3 separate regions of the Mus musculus genome follow, and all the other regions are linked to region 1. A link is a contact called in public Hi-C and promoter capture Hi-C data. All regions are on one chromosome and are shown on one strand. Each heading gives the region's core, a stretch centred on a gene start, on an enhancer-like site or on the middle of the called end of the contact. The rest is flanking DNA. Distances are from core to core; before and after follow the strand shown. Region 1 has its middle 52 kb from the start of Szt2. Region 2 overlaps Slc2a1 (solute carrier family 2 (facilitated glucose transporter), member 1). Region 3 holds the start of Slc6a9 (solute carrier family 6 (neurotransmitter transporter, glycine), member 9).

Evidence for each region. Promoter capture Hi-C pulls out the DNA fragments that hold promoters and counts their contacts. Hi-C and Micro-C count contacts between places; a contact is called where the count stands out from the background.
Region 2: a contact with region 1 is called in a promoter capture Hi-C map of liver, with 2.9 times the contacts expected there. The contact joins two enhancer-like sites. A contact is called at or near these places in 1 of 39 promoter capture datasets (liver) and 3 of 115 datasets of contacts at active chromatin or transcription factors (bone marrow-derived macrophages, memory CD8 T cells and pancreatic cancer cells).
Region 3: a contact with region 1 is called in a Hi-C map of liver, with 1.6 times the contacts expected there. The contact joins the promoter of Slc6a9 here to the enhancer-like site in region 1. A contact is called at or near these places in 2 of 39 promoter capture datasets (the 3T3-L1 cell line and hippocampal neurons), 1 of 484 Hi-C or Micro-C datasets (liver) and 2 of 115 datasets of contacts at active chromatin or transcription factors (embryonic stem cells and pancreatic cancer cells).

Annotation. Positions count from the first base shown.
Region 1 is chr4:118,354,430-118,359,102 of GRCm38.p6, forward strand. No RefSeq gene overlaps it. Among named protein-coding and RNA genes, the nearest start is that of Szt2, 52 kb to the right of the region's middle. Within about 2 kb of position 2,527, at least 11 of the 459 cell types and tissues checked have an H3K27ac peak or open chromatin away from gene starts, as enhancers often do. A contact at or near this core is called in liver, where this site is marked.
Region 2 is chr4:119,117,414-119,122,086 of GRCm38.p6, forward strand. It overlaps Slc2a1 (solute carrier family 2 (facilitated glucose transporter), member 1), which reads left to right. Exons shown (of 10, transcript NM_011400.3): 2 at 2,978-3,073. Among named protein-coding and RNA genes, the nearest start is that of Gm52706, 11 kb to the left of the region's middle. Within about 2 kb of position 2,123, at least 31 of the 459 cell types and tissues checked have an H3K27ac peak or open chromatin away from gene starts, as enhancers often do. A contact at or near this core is called in liver, where this site is marked.
Region 3 is chr4:117,833,187-117,837,859 of GRCm38.p6, forward strand. Slc6a9 (solute carrier family 6 (neurotransmitter transporter, glycine), member 9) reads left to right here and starts at 2,072. Exons shown (of 14, transcript NM_008135.4): 1 at 2,072-2,291.

The sequences.
Region 1 (4,673 bases), core at 1,277-3,776:
TTCCTAAACGGAGGCAGCTGTAAAGGAATACATGGCTGAGTGAGGAAATATACACGTGATAGATAGGCTCTGGCTTGAGCATATTGTACCAAATGATAGGAAGCTAACAGCTTAGATAAAGAAAGCAAAAGAGAGATGAAAATGTTCTTGTACAGGACAAGATAATAAAGAGCTTAATGAGGAGAGTGAACTAAAATCGCTGGCATAATCTATGACTTTGAAAGACAGAGATGCCCTGTTAGGCACTGGAATCTTTACATCACTGTAGGGGCCACCCAGCCATTTACTGCTAGTAGTTTGAATTATAAAGATTCTTGAAATGATATAAATCCTGGTGCCCTAAGGTTAGGTCTTTACATACAGAAGGAAGAGTTTATTTGGGGTACTCAGTTACAGAGGAAAGCCCATGGCCATCATAGTGAGAAACACTGCAATAGGCAGGCAGGCAGGCATGGCGCTGGAGTAGTAGCTGAAGGCTCACTTCTTCATCCACAAGAATGGGTCAGAGAGACAGACACTGGGAATGGCTTGAAACTTTTGAAGTCTCAAAGCCAGGTTGTAGTGATACAAGTCCTCCAACAAGGCCACACCTCCTCCAGCAAGGCCACACCTCCTCCTTGCTGGTCTTGATGACCACACCTCCTTCAACAAGGCCCCACCTCCTCCAACAAGGCCACACCTCCTAATCCTTCCCAAACACCTCCACCATACTGGGGACCAAGTACTCAGATATATGAACCTACAGGGGCCATTCTCATTCAGACAACACACAACAATGAATTTACTGATAGACTCAGATATTTATTGAAGTATACACAGTGCTGGAGGCTGGGAGGGTAAACAGGAGGTTAGTTCTGGGAAATCTTGATTTTTTTTTTTTTTTGGAAAAAGTTAAGAGGAAACAAGAAAGGCAACCTGGTTGATTCCCTAACAGAGCCTCTGCAACACAAACGCAGTACTTTGTTCTTCTTTGTCTCTTCTCTCTGACATTAGTGTTACTCTCCTGGGCTGGCTGTCTCCACACTTGTGTACTCTGTGTGTGTGTATGTGTGTGTGTGTGTGTGTGTGTGTCTTTTTTTAGAGGGAGAAGGAGGAAACATCTATAACAGATATTATACTGGCCCAGCCTGGTCAGAAGACAATTACTGTGGCACCTATCATGTCTTCAGATCACCATCCTGAGCAGTAACAATCTGAAAAACAGTAATTGTAGCCCAAACTATACAAACGGTGCAAGGAAGCCGGGTCTGTAGCAAAGCTTTGAGATGATGAAATGTTAGCACAGAATATGCTAGCAGGTGGTAGGCATGCGCACAGAAGGTCTTAAAGTTCTGTTTTTATTAAATATGAAACTGATACACAAAATTGGTGCCTACAAAACATATGTAAGCGATAAAGAAGCGAGACATAATTAGCATACATGGCTGTCCCCACCCAGTTTAAGGGAAGGGATGTCGGTGACTTCCCAGGTCTCCAGTACCATCTTTTTCTCTCCCCTCCAGACACAATCATGCTTTGTGATTGCTATTCACATTTTTTAAAAACAGAGATGTTAGCCAGGAAGTGGTGGCACAGGTCTTTAATTCCAGCACTTGGGAGGCAGAGGCAGGCAGATTTCTTAGTTTGAGGCCAGCCTGGTCTACAGAGTGAGTTCCAGGATAGCCAGGGCTATACAGAGAAACCCTGTCTCGGAAACCAAACAAAACCCAGAGATGTTTGTATCTCCTCATGTGGTGGTGGCTTCTCTGCCTTTGTATAAGTGGAAACAGGGCTGGTGACAAGGCTTAGTGGGTAAGAGGCTTGCTGCACAAGCCTGGACCTAAGTTCAACCCCAGGATCCCACCACAGAAGAGATTCGTTCCCAGTATCCATGTCCTGTTCCAGCGAGTCTTAACAGTACAGGCACCCACACTCAAGTGCACACCTACCTGCTGACACATGCATATAAATCAGACAAAAATCTTTGACAAAATAAAACTGGAAGCACGCCATGCCATACATATTTCTCTCAAAATGATGTTTCTGAGATTTTTAAATACCATCACCTTAATGTTTTCACTTTGAGCCAAACTTTACTTGCTCCAGTACGAGAGGAAACTCAATTTTGAGCCTGAGCTACCAGCTTTGCCTTTCCCTCTCTGTGGGACACGGTAATGGTACTACCACTCATCCGTGTGTGTCTGTGGATGTTTGGCCCATGTTAGCCTTTTGCTGGGTAAGCTATGTGGTTATGAATATCACGAGGCTTATTCCTGCCACACTTGTGCAAATGTTTCTTCAGGGAATACACCTGAATGAGGAACTGCTGGATCCAGGGCGTATCAGCTTTTAGAGATCATGCCAAATTGTTTTCCAAAGCGGTTAGAGTGATTTCCGTTCGCACTGGCATTGGGGAAGCTTGCCAGTTGTTCTAAATCCTATCGGCTATCTGCCATGGACTTTCATTTTTGCCGACCTGGAATGTATCAGATGGATCTCACTGAGGGTTCACTTGTGTTGTACACAGGACTGCAGAAGGTTTCAACACTGCACAGATGGATGCTATCACATGACCAGATGAGACTCTGGACTCTGCCTTGAACTTTAGCTCTCATCCATTAGCTAATCCAGGTTGTTGATCCCACAATGAAACATTACTCCTATGCAAATTCTCTGGGCAAAAGTTAAAACTTGGCATAATAATTTAGTATGATGCCTGGGACAGAAAGTGCTAGAAACTATAGATGATCAAGTTATGAATGAAGAAAATACTTTGTAGGCTGGGGTGTAGTTTGGTGAAAAATCACGTGTTCCATGTACAGGGACCTGGGTTCTAATCCTAGCATGGAAAAAGGGGGGAGAATTGTTTTCATGGACACTGTGCTCCATATTTTATTGAAAGCCATAAGGGAGTCAAGAGGAATTGCGAGTCATGTCCACCTAGTTCATAAAACTCTCTCTGCTGCCATAAAGGAATATGGAGAGGGTGTGGCTCACTGTGGGTTAGAACATTTAGTTCCTGATTCAGAACTCAGGAGGTGGAGATGCGACTAGGATTTAATTACAATTACCTTGGTACAAGTGAGATTTACAGCAAAGAGCTAATAAAGATGTCTTCCCTTGGGTGTCACTCTGGATTGTAAACCTGCTGATTGATTAACAAGCTAAACTTAGTTAAGAGGCCACAACCTGATCGGACTCTAGCCGAGAGACATGTGCCAAACAAGCCAAAGGTCCAAGAGAAAATTCAACGGCAAACGGGCAAGAAATCAGGTGATGCACCAGTGAGCTGGTGGGTCTGAGGCTGAGCCGCAGGGGTGGAACCTCTAAGCTCGAGGCTTGAGGATGGGATGAGCCTGGTCCTGAGCTGGATGTCCTGAGCTGGAGCTGAGCAGAGCAGTGGAAGCTGGCTGGGGGCATCTGCAGCGCTCAGCAAGTAGACTGGCTTCATTATGATAGCAATGACCTGTGAATAGTTAGTTAATGGCTGAGCGCTAAAACTCGAGGGTAGAGCTCAGCCTCATAAAACTTCTTTTTCTTTTCTTTTCTTGTTTGGTTGGTTTGGGTTTCTGAAAGAGGGTTCCTCTGTTTAGCCTTGGCTGTCCTAGAACTAGTTCTGTAGACCAGGCTGGCCTCGAATCACAGATATCTGTCTACCTTGGAGGTGCTGGGATTAAAGGCTTGTGCCACCATCACCCAGCTTCCTTTCTTTTTCTCAGACAAGGTCTTCCTACATTCCTCAGGCTGGCCTTAAACCCACAGTGACCCTGTCTCAGTCTCCTCAGTATTTGGGATCAGAGGTGTACACGATCCTTATAAATATACCTTTCAGAAAGCACTATATCATTGCTATTAGGAATTTAAAGAGTGCGGGAGACAACCCCACTGGAACTGCCTGTTCTTCCACAGAACCCAAGTCTCAGTTCACAGCACCTATAGGGCAGCTAGATCCAGGAGATCCGATGCCCTCTTCTGGCCCCATTGGCACTGCACGAGTGTGGTGCACAGACATACAGGCAGGCAAGACACCCACACACATAAAAAGAAAAGAATTTAAGCCTGTTTCTTTTTTTGGAATACATTCTATGTATTTTTGAAATCTGTGTTTTTGTAAATGAAAGATTTGTTCAAATTTGTTTCAAGAAACACAAGAGGCTTTACAGGTGAGATAAGTAACCAGCTATAGAGCAGCTGCCCGGGTCAGCAGGGCCCTTTACTTATAAAGACTCCGTTATACTCTTCTGAGATCAACTGATAGACCTAGTGGGGAAACCCCCACTCCATTCCCGATTCAGCGTGCGCCCAAAAAAATCACGAAGGACCATCTCGATGTAATTACATGAGGTCGTTTAATTACAGAGCTCCAGACCGACATGCATCCCACACAGGAGATAACGGATGTTGGCCACGAGGCTCGAAAGCTAGGGGGTTTTATGGGGTAAGGGGTGTGGAATTCAGCATAGCGACACACTATTGGCTTATTTAAACATCAGCAGAAAAATTACATGTACGTGCAGGGTGTCAGAGTTCTGTGAGTTGTTGACTCAGTTCAGATAGCCCTGCTATGTCTTCACATCCCCTTTATCTTATGGTCAAGATGTTCCCAGGAATGTTTTAACTACAGGGCATACCCAGGTTTGTTTTTCTCTTTTCTCAGCCCCAGGCAGCCTCTAGGCTTACAAACAACCAGCAAT
Region 2 (4,673 bases), core at 873-3,372, 760 kb after region 1:
TATTTCCTCAGAGGTAGGGTTGCCCCCTCAGGCCCTAACAACAAGGTAAAGGGAACTGGTGGACTTATTCCCCATAAGTCTAAGTCAGCAGTGATCAAGTGTGGTAAATGGGGTACTGTGGGCTGGGGCAGGTGACAGATCTCAGCTATGTGTCTACCAAGGGGCAGGAGCTCTGTTCCTCCCCTGCAGCTATACTGAGTCTGGCTGAGCCTCGTTTTCTTAACCTGGCTGTATCAGCCATCCTCTGTCCACCACTGCACAGACTGTTGGTTCTGTCTACCTGGAATGTTGTCTTGCCACTGCTTTCCCAGTTGGCAGACTGCGTACTTGTCCTTTGAGCTGATTTCAAAGTCACCTACTGGGAGTTGAATTTTGATTGCCCCCCCAAGGCGATCCCTCCACTGCTTCCTTAGTTCCCCAAGCACCTCTATTGAAGTCCACACGCTATGGGCGGTCACTGGCTCTGCCTCCCCAACCTGTGCTCACTTGACTACTTGCTGTCTCCTTGACATTAGGCAGGCCTTCTCCAGTAAAGTTAGGCCTTGACCTGCCAATTGAACAGGGCCTTATAGAAGACGTGGGCCTAGGTGGCTCCATGTAAAACAGGGCCTGCTGACACAGAACCCACCTCCCTCCCTCCCTCCTCTACTCATGCTGTACCAGCATAAGTTTTTGACAAGTCTATATTATTTTTCTCTTACCATTTTTTTATTAAATTGCCTTGTTGTAAGCAATATGAAATCATTGGTTTATAAAAATTCATTGTGGGTGAGTACTGAGTTTAGAATTCAAGAACCCACAAAAGGATCTAAACTGAAGGCTCCTTTTTTTTATCTTGCCTCTTGCTGGCCACCCAGGACCCTCAGTGTTCATTATTACCTAGACCAAGCTGGTCTTGAACTCAAATCTGCTTACCTCTGCTTCTCAGCTGTTGGGATTGATGTGTGGGCCGCCATACCCAACCTTCATTGTTCTTTTTGTACATGCTTTTAAGTCATTCTTCATATTCTTCCCTCCAATTTTTTATATCAAAGGTGGCATTCGATATGAATACTGATCAAGCTTGCTTTAAACTTGTCCTTGTAACTTGGAGAATGTCCCAAACCAATCCATCCAGATGTATCCTTTATATATTCCATTATACTGCTATGCCACAGCTCACTAAACCATAGGTATGTGCTAATATCATTTTTATTCTAATGTGTACTAGAAAAATGCATATTTGCATACCCTAAGTATTACACCTGAGCAACCCTGAGCATGTTACTCAGCAGATAGCCCAGCATATGGTGGGGCTCAGCTGTCACCATTGAGCTCTGTCACTGATGTTTACCACAGCCTCATAAGTCCCACTGGTCACCTGATGACTCTTGGCTCGGCTGTGGCTCCCAGAAGCTTGTCATGTACTCCCTGCCCACTCACCCCGCAGCACTGGGTCTGGAGGCTCCCTAGAGAGCTGGGAGACAGGAGATGTGAGAGGCCATGCCTTTTGACTGAGTTCACAGAGGATGGGAGTTGAAGGGAAGTGGCGCAGTAAAGAATGACTTTGCAAGGTCAGTCAAGGAGAAACAGACAGACAGACCATTCGAAGGCAGGCTCCAACATTCTGTGTCCACTGGAGCAGACACAGGCCTTCCTCTTTCTCAGAGTTTCATGTGAGAACTATAGCTTTGGCAGTCCTTGTCTTTCAGGCTTCTGGAAAATGAGAAGACCTGGGAACAAGTCTGCTTAAGGGCTACGCCCAGCTCTATCTAACAATCTAGAAGTCAGGGCAGCTTCTGGGTACTGTGGGGAGACAGGCCCAGACGCTCACACAAGGCTGAAACCCAGCTAAAACTATCACACACTATCCTAGACAGAGTCTCGCACGGCTCCTGATCTTAGGCTTCCCTCTTGGACCCGAATCGCCCAGCCCAGCGCCATGCGGGTGTTCTGCATCCGTAGATGCTGGTCTATTTCTTTGGTTTTGGCATGAGTCCCCAGCTCTCTTTTCCCACAGCCAGTCAAGGGCCTGCCTCAAGTTATATTTCTTGGCTTCTTCGTTTGAAGAGCTGGAGAGTCCCTAACTTTGTCTATTCAGGTGGACACCTCACTGGCCTTCCACCTCTGTGTAAACAGGCCCTTTCACCTGCTGGCCTTATCCCTTCCTGCTGCCTTCAACCCTTTGTCCCTTAGTCACTTCGGGTCATGTACTTTTTGAATCGTATTTCTGTTATCTGGTACAATTCACCCTGAAATGAAAGCTCATGGTTTGCAGGGGGTAGGGGTGGGGGCGTTGGTGTGAGGAGCACTCAGTGAGGACTCCAGGGCCCTGTATTCTGATCCTGACGCTGCTGCAGACCCCTGAGTAGATTGGAACTTTGATCTCTTGCTCTGAGCTCTCAAGAACTTTTGTTTTCTCCCCAGTGAAGGGTAGGAAGGCTAGAGAAGGGCAGGGTCATGTCTCCAGTGCTGAACAATGTGACTGTTCCCATTTTGCAGATAGGCACATGGAGGGTAGGGAGGCAGTGGGGCAGGGAAACCCAGCTAGCCTGCAAGAATTCCTATTGGCTAGACTCAGGCCATTGCCCTTGGCTTTGAATCCAGAGCCTTTCTTCCCCATCTGCACTGTCCCTTTCATTCAGTTTGGCCTTCCTGGTGAGGGAGGGAAGGTTGGTTCCTCTTCCTCCCACAATGTGGGGCTACCTGAAATGTAAGTATCACTCCTACCTGGGTAGTGAGACCTTGGAAAGCCAAAGGCTCTCTAACTGCATAAAGAAAAACCTGATTGCTCTCTCTCCTCAGAGAAGTCTAGAAGTCAGCTGGGCAGGTTTGGGCACCTGAGGCCAGGAAGTAGCCAGGTTTCCTGGGAGAAGGACAAATGTGTTGCCAGGAGTCAGGCGAGGCATATCTGAACATGGGAACCTGCCAGCATTGACTTTGCTCTGTAGTACTCTGGGCCCAGACATGCCTGTAACCCTGTGGTTTCTTCCTGCAGAAGGTGACGGGCCGCCTCATGTTGGCTGTGGGAGGAGCAGTGCTCGGATCACTGCAGTTCGGCTATAACACTGGTGTCATCAACGCCCCCCAGAAGGTAAGTGTGCTATGCCACTCCCCATATATACCATCACCCACACACATTCATGGTGCCACCTCGGTGTCCATCATTGACATCAACTGACCATCTTCCCTCCCAGCTGGAATTCTAGAATCCCAGGGCCATAGAATGGTGCTACTGTGGTAGGCTGTCTTGACTGTTTCCCAAACAGCACAGACATTTACACTGATCAGTATAGTGGAATTTCATTTATATAGTATTTGGGGCTCCTGAAAGCTCCACATCTGTTGCTGGGCAAGTGGGCAGGCAGTGGGGGAAATGGTCAGAGAAGAGGAGCCTTCCCCAGTGCCACCCTGTCGTGCAGTTTTTATGTTCTCACACGCCAGCCACTTACAGCATAGTCCAGTTCCAGACTGTAACGGCTTCCTGTCCCTGGAGGTCCCAGGTCAATTTAAGTAAACATGGCATCTCACCCTGAGGTGCTGCAGGAGCTCGGCCTGGCTTCCTTCTCCCCATTGCACACCTCAGATCTGCCCCCACTTGTGTTCTCTCTGGGTGTTTAGACTGGAAATGACTGTGGCATTCACCTCCTTGTTCTGAGAGAAGAGGAACACAGGTGAGGGACAGACCTGGAGGCTGTCGCAGCGCCTCCTTTACACTGGGCATCTTACGTGTGTTTATGACGTTGGTGGTGAGTTCTATTTTACAGACTCAGGCTGATGAAATGACCTGTGGGTAAGGTCATGTACTGGTGAATGGTGGCATCTCAGCCAAGCTCTTTGTTTCCATAGCCTCAGGCTGCCTTCCTTTCCTGACCCACTCTCTTGTCCTTTAACAATTCCCACTTTCACAGGGCTCATGGAGTAGAGGTAGTCAGCCCTCCTGTCAGACATGCTCACTACCCAGGCTGAGGAGGCTAGACAGTGAGTGTGAGAGTGCCTCTCTCGGGACCAGGGCACCAGACTAGAATCAGAGCTGGGCTTCTTCCAAGTAGGCGGAGCTTGGCTGTAGGGGCCACGCCCGATGCTGGGGAGCAAGTCCCTAGGAAGGCTTGGCTGCTGAGTCATGCTGAGCTGCAGCAGCCCTGATGGGATTTTTCCAGGATCTAACATGGCAACTGTGAGCCCATGCTTGGAACAAATCCCAAACCTTGTTTTTACTAAGTGCTTAGACAGCTCCCACCTAAGTGTGTCCTTTGCAGCCAGCTGTTTTGGGGGAATCTGCAGATGTAAAGTCTATACAACAAGATGGGAAAAAGTAGGGAGATGGGCTTGCTGCACATTGAGGGTCCCTGGACCACCCAGGTTCTGGTTTGGGATGCCAAGCAAGCTCCTTAACTATTTCTGAGGGTAGCCGGAGCTGACAAGCGGTGGGTCAGGCCCTGTCGTAACTGAGGTCACAGTGAGCTAATGACAGCTAATTAGACAGCTAATGCTCTAAAGGCAAGGCAGGGCAGGGGGGCCTGCAGGGGAGTCAGTAAGATGCCCAGATTGCAGAGAGCCACATCCTCTGTGAAGGATGAGTATTGTGGCATGTCAGGAAGGTAGGCTGGGGGAGAAGAGAAGTTGGGAGTTCACAGCAAGCCAGAACTGGTCCGCTATAGTCCTTGCATGAGCATCTTGGATCTACAGCATAG
Region 3 (4,673 bases), core at 822-3,321, 520 kb before region 1:
AGCTCAGCATACAAGCTGTTAATCCCAGGGCTGTGGAAACAGAAGCAGGTGGATCACTGAGTTGGAGGTCAGCTTAGTCTATATAGTGAGAACAATGTCAGCCAGAACTACATAGTGAGATGCTGACTCCAGGAAAAAAGAAAGAAAAAAAGAAAGAAAAGAATTCAGGGAGCGGAGAAGGGCTGTGTGTGAGGGGGTACCAGCAGGAGGGGCTGAAATCTGGATGTAAAGAGAATAAAGAAAGAAAACTTCAAAATTCAAAATAAAGTTTTAAACATTTTCTTAGAACCATCCTAATGCCTTTTAGGTCCATCGCATCCCTATAAGTTAGATGGAAGCCCCTCCCTCAGCCCCAACCTTCCCTTTACCTGGCAGCTTCTCCCAAGAGCCTCCTGTCCATCTGTCTTGGGAAGGAGCCATTTTGGATAATCTAAAGAGGAGGCAGGCTATGAGAGACCATAAACAACTTGTAGAGGAACCCAAGTCCTGGTAGGGAAGATGAGAAGTGTTTAGATACTATCTGGTCAGATCCAGGACTTGAGCACACACACAACTACACAGCCTGCTGCAGGACCCACAGTTAGACTCCCAGAAACTTCTACATAAGCAAAGTTAAAGGCCACAGGTGGTGGTGGTGCACGCCTTTAATCCCAGCCCTTGGAGGCAGAGGCAGGCGGATTTCTGAGTGCAAGGCCAGCCTGGTCTACAAAGTTAGTTCCGGGACAGCCACCGGGACTATACAGAGAAACCCTGTCTCAAATCCCCCCCCCCAAAAAAAAAGCCCACAGGCACAACAGATTGCTTAGGTAGATCTGCGTGTGTGTCCCCTCTCTACTCTATACAAAACTCTGGTAATTAGTTCGTGGGAGACTATAAACCCCAAGCAGGCTTATAACTGCTGTGTTCACGGGCAAACTCAAAAGGGACATAAGTGCCTTCCTAGATCTGACCAAATCTCGAGAATGAACAGATTGTGAGTTCCATGACAGCAGAAAGCAGTATATAAGAAGGTAGTTCTGGGAAAGGGCTGTGGTTGAGCCGTGGGGTAGAGAGAGGCCCAACTGAAGGGAGTGTGCTGGCTGCTGTCTTTTTCAGTGATTATAAATTAATAAGGTGGCTTCTCACACCAGTTGATCTTGTGCGCGGCTTTGACATGGATGCGCCTGCTCTTTGGAGACTGGATGTCAATAAACAAGCAAGTTTCCTGGCCGGAAAATGGTGAGAACTCGGGGCACAGAGTGGAATCCGGAGCCTGCCTCTCCAGACCAGGGCCTTTTGCAGAGCACCTGCGAAGCAACAGCAGTCCTCTGGCAATCAGTATTGTCTGGTTTGATAGAGGGTTGGCAGCTTGCTCAAGGTAAGCAAATGTGGCAGCCTGTTCCATTTGCTAGGCACCACTGCCAATCTGGAGCAATGAGTTTCACGTGGGTATGCATTTCCTTAAGTCATTCTCTCCATTTTGCAGAGGAGGAAACTGAGGCTCAACAAAGCATCTTTTGGCAGATACTGCAATCCAGGCACCTGAAGTAGGTAGGCTCTGTGGCACAACTAACCAGGTAGGGCTGATCAAATCAGTGGTGGAGAATTCGGGGAGAAAGGGCTCCCCAGCCTTGCAATTCCAAGGAGTGGGCCCCAGGCTTTACTCAGCTGTGCCCACAGTCTCTAGCGGCGCTACTGCAAAGGGAACGGAATTTGCTCTTGACGTCTCTCTAGGGGGAACGCAGGCGCAGAAGGCCAGGGGCCTGGCGGGCTAACTGCAGCCCCAGCCCCCCAAAGCGCCCCAGGCCTTTTGGCTTCGTTCCAAGCCTAGCCCGAAGGGGAGGACATCTGCTTCCTCCAAGTGTCCCAACTGAAGGGCAGAGAGGCGAAGGAGAAGGGGACTCCTTTGCCGAGCCCCACTCCCAGGGGTTCGTGAGGATCAATCATCAGAAAACTAGAGCCACTTGTAATCTTATTCCCTGGTAGGAGGAGTCTGAGTAGTCGGCACGCGGGAGGGAGGAGATGGGACCAGGGCGGGGGAGGGCGGCCAGGGGAGCCGCTCAGGGAGGGGAGGGACTTGGCTAGGTTTCTCAAGCCTTCTTCACTCTCCAAACTTTCACCAAACTCTTAGCCCCCGCCTCCCCGAAACCAAAACACAACAAGCTCTGGAGGAGCGGCAGGCAACGCGGCGGGGCGGGAGGACTGGCGGCTGCAGAGAGCCTCGGGAGGCTGATGCAACTTTCCCTTTAAGAAAGCCACCTGGGCGCACCGCGGTGCGGACCCAGCACGCCTGGGCCGGGGGCAGCAGTATGGTAAGAGAGCTGGGGGAAGGGGGCTTTGCGGCCCGAGCCTAGGTCTGTCCAGCCGTCGTTCTGGGCGTTTCTGTGACTCTGGGAGGCTGAGCCCCAGGATGTGTATGGATGTGTGTGTGGTGCGTGGATGAGATAGCGTTTGCTTGCGGGTATCTGTGGCTAAGAGTGTGAGTGCTCGCACTGGGATGTCTGTCTCGCCGCGAAGGTCTGGGTAGGTGCGTGTGTCTGTGTGTCATCGTTGTCACCAAGGAACTAAAGCAGACGGGAGGGAGGGTGATTTCGGAATGGAGGGGGTGCGTTGCGTGCCGACGCCGGCTCGGTCGGAGGTGGTTGGTACGGGGCTGTGCGCGCAGCGCCGGAACCGAAGAGCGTCTTCGGTCTTTCTGGGGCGCCAGTGGGTCTGCCGCGGCCGGGAGCCGGCAGCGGGGTCTGTGCCCCGCGTGCAGCCTCTCGCCCCACCTCCTCTCCCAGCCGTGCTGGCTATCTATCTGGGCGCCGCAGCCGGCGGCCTTCCTAATCTGCCCGCCCACTCGCCCGCCGGGTGCCGGTTCCCGCGCGCCCGCGGTTCCTGGGAAGCAGCGAGGAAGAACCCCAGCGCCCTCCGGTTCTCTTTTGTCCGCGGCTCGCGTGGCTGCAGCGTTGAGAAGGGATTGCGGGGCGGAGAGTGGTTTTGGGGGACTGCTACTCTGGGGGGAAAAAATCCACGCCCTGCCACTCGAGCCTTCACTCTAGCCTTCCTTCTGGGCATGCTTGCGGCGAGTGCGGGCGGCCACAGGTGAGGCCTGGTTTCCCGCAGCTCCCGAGCGCCTGCTCCCAGCCTGTACCCCGCAGCAGGCAGCCACACACGGGCCGGAGCTGAGGCCAGCGAGCCGGGAGGGGGCTTGCCCGCAGACCCGGGAGGGGCCGAGGACGGGCGGGGGCGGGGCAAGGGGGCGGAGACCTCGGCACCCGGGTACTTTTCCACCGCGGGGGGCGGGGCGGCATCCTCCACGCCAGCTGAGAGGCGCACACGTGGTGGCTGATGTAACGCCCGCCCCCCAACACACCTTGCACACTGATTAAAGCGAACCGGTCTCGTTTCGAGGAAGTGGGCACTCCGGGCGGTGCCATGACTCCAAAAGTGACCGCGCCCCACACTGCCAGCCCGTCCCGGGCCTTCAAGTCCGGCCGGGCAGCTACTTAAAGGGGCCGCACCCCCTCTCGGGTCTGTTTTCCATAGGCCACGCCCCTCGCTAGTCACTCTTAAAGGAGCCGCGTACCCACCTAGCACTCTATGATAGCTCCCTCACAAAGCCTGTTCTACTTTTTTTCCTTTTTTTCTTGTTTTTTGGTTTTGTATTTTGAGACAGAATTTCTCTGCGTAGCCCTGGCTATCCTGAAACTTGCTCTATACACCAGGCTGGCCTTGAATTCAGAGATCTGCCTGCCTCTGCCTCCCAAGAGCTGGGTCTAAAGGTGTGTGCCACCACTGACTGGTTTCTGTTCTATTTTTTAAATGAAGCAAGTCTGAGGCTATGACTGTTAGAAAGATAAAGGATAGAGGGCAAGGAATGGGCAAAAAGAACACCTAAGATAAAGACATCTCCAGAGAGGCAAAAGGTTAGAGAGCGGGTGATAGGATTGGTTAGGGACTAGCGGAGAACATTGAGCGTGCCCAAGTGTTTCAAAGACTTCAGAGAAAACGCTCCCTTCCTCCTTATGTTCAGCGGGACTACAGTAGTATAGTTCTCAGGATATAGAAGAACCACACGTCTGCCCTGGCAGACCTCTCCAGACAGAGGGGGTGGACAGAAGCCAGCATCTTGCATATATTGCATTCTTGAAGGGTACCATGGAAGGGTCGACTGCAGAAGGAGGAGGAAGGCTTCATGAAGATAATGGCATGGGGTCTGGTTTTGATGTTGGTAGGCAATGTATTGACCAGTGAAAACTGGGGACCAGAGACCCTTACAGAGGGAACTATTGCCCGAGCAAAGGTGGGGATGCAGGAAGCCCCTGAGTTTGCAGCAAGTAGCTGGCTTGGTGCCCCAGACAGGAGACTTTATGCACACAACACTGTGCTAACATCCCTGTGGTAGTGAATAGAGACGGTGTCTCCTCCCTCCGAATTGTAAAGTACTGGAGACCTGTTGCCTCTAGTTACTAGTGAGGGCTTAGTTCATATAGACCCCTAAAATTGGTCTACCTAGGGGCTGGAAAGATGGCTCAGTGATTAGGGATGCATAAGGGGCTGGCTGGTCTTCCAGACGGCCAGGGCCTGTAGTTCCTGGCAGCAGTGTCAGGAGGCTCACTATTGCTTGTAACTTCAGCTTCAGGGAATGGGATGTCCTCTGTTGGCACTCTCCCAACCTCTATTCCACCCCCGTATTATGCATTCACACA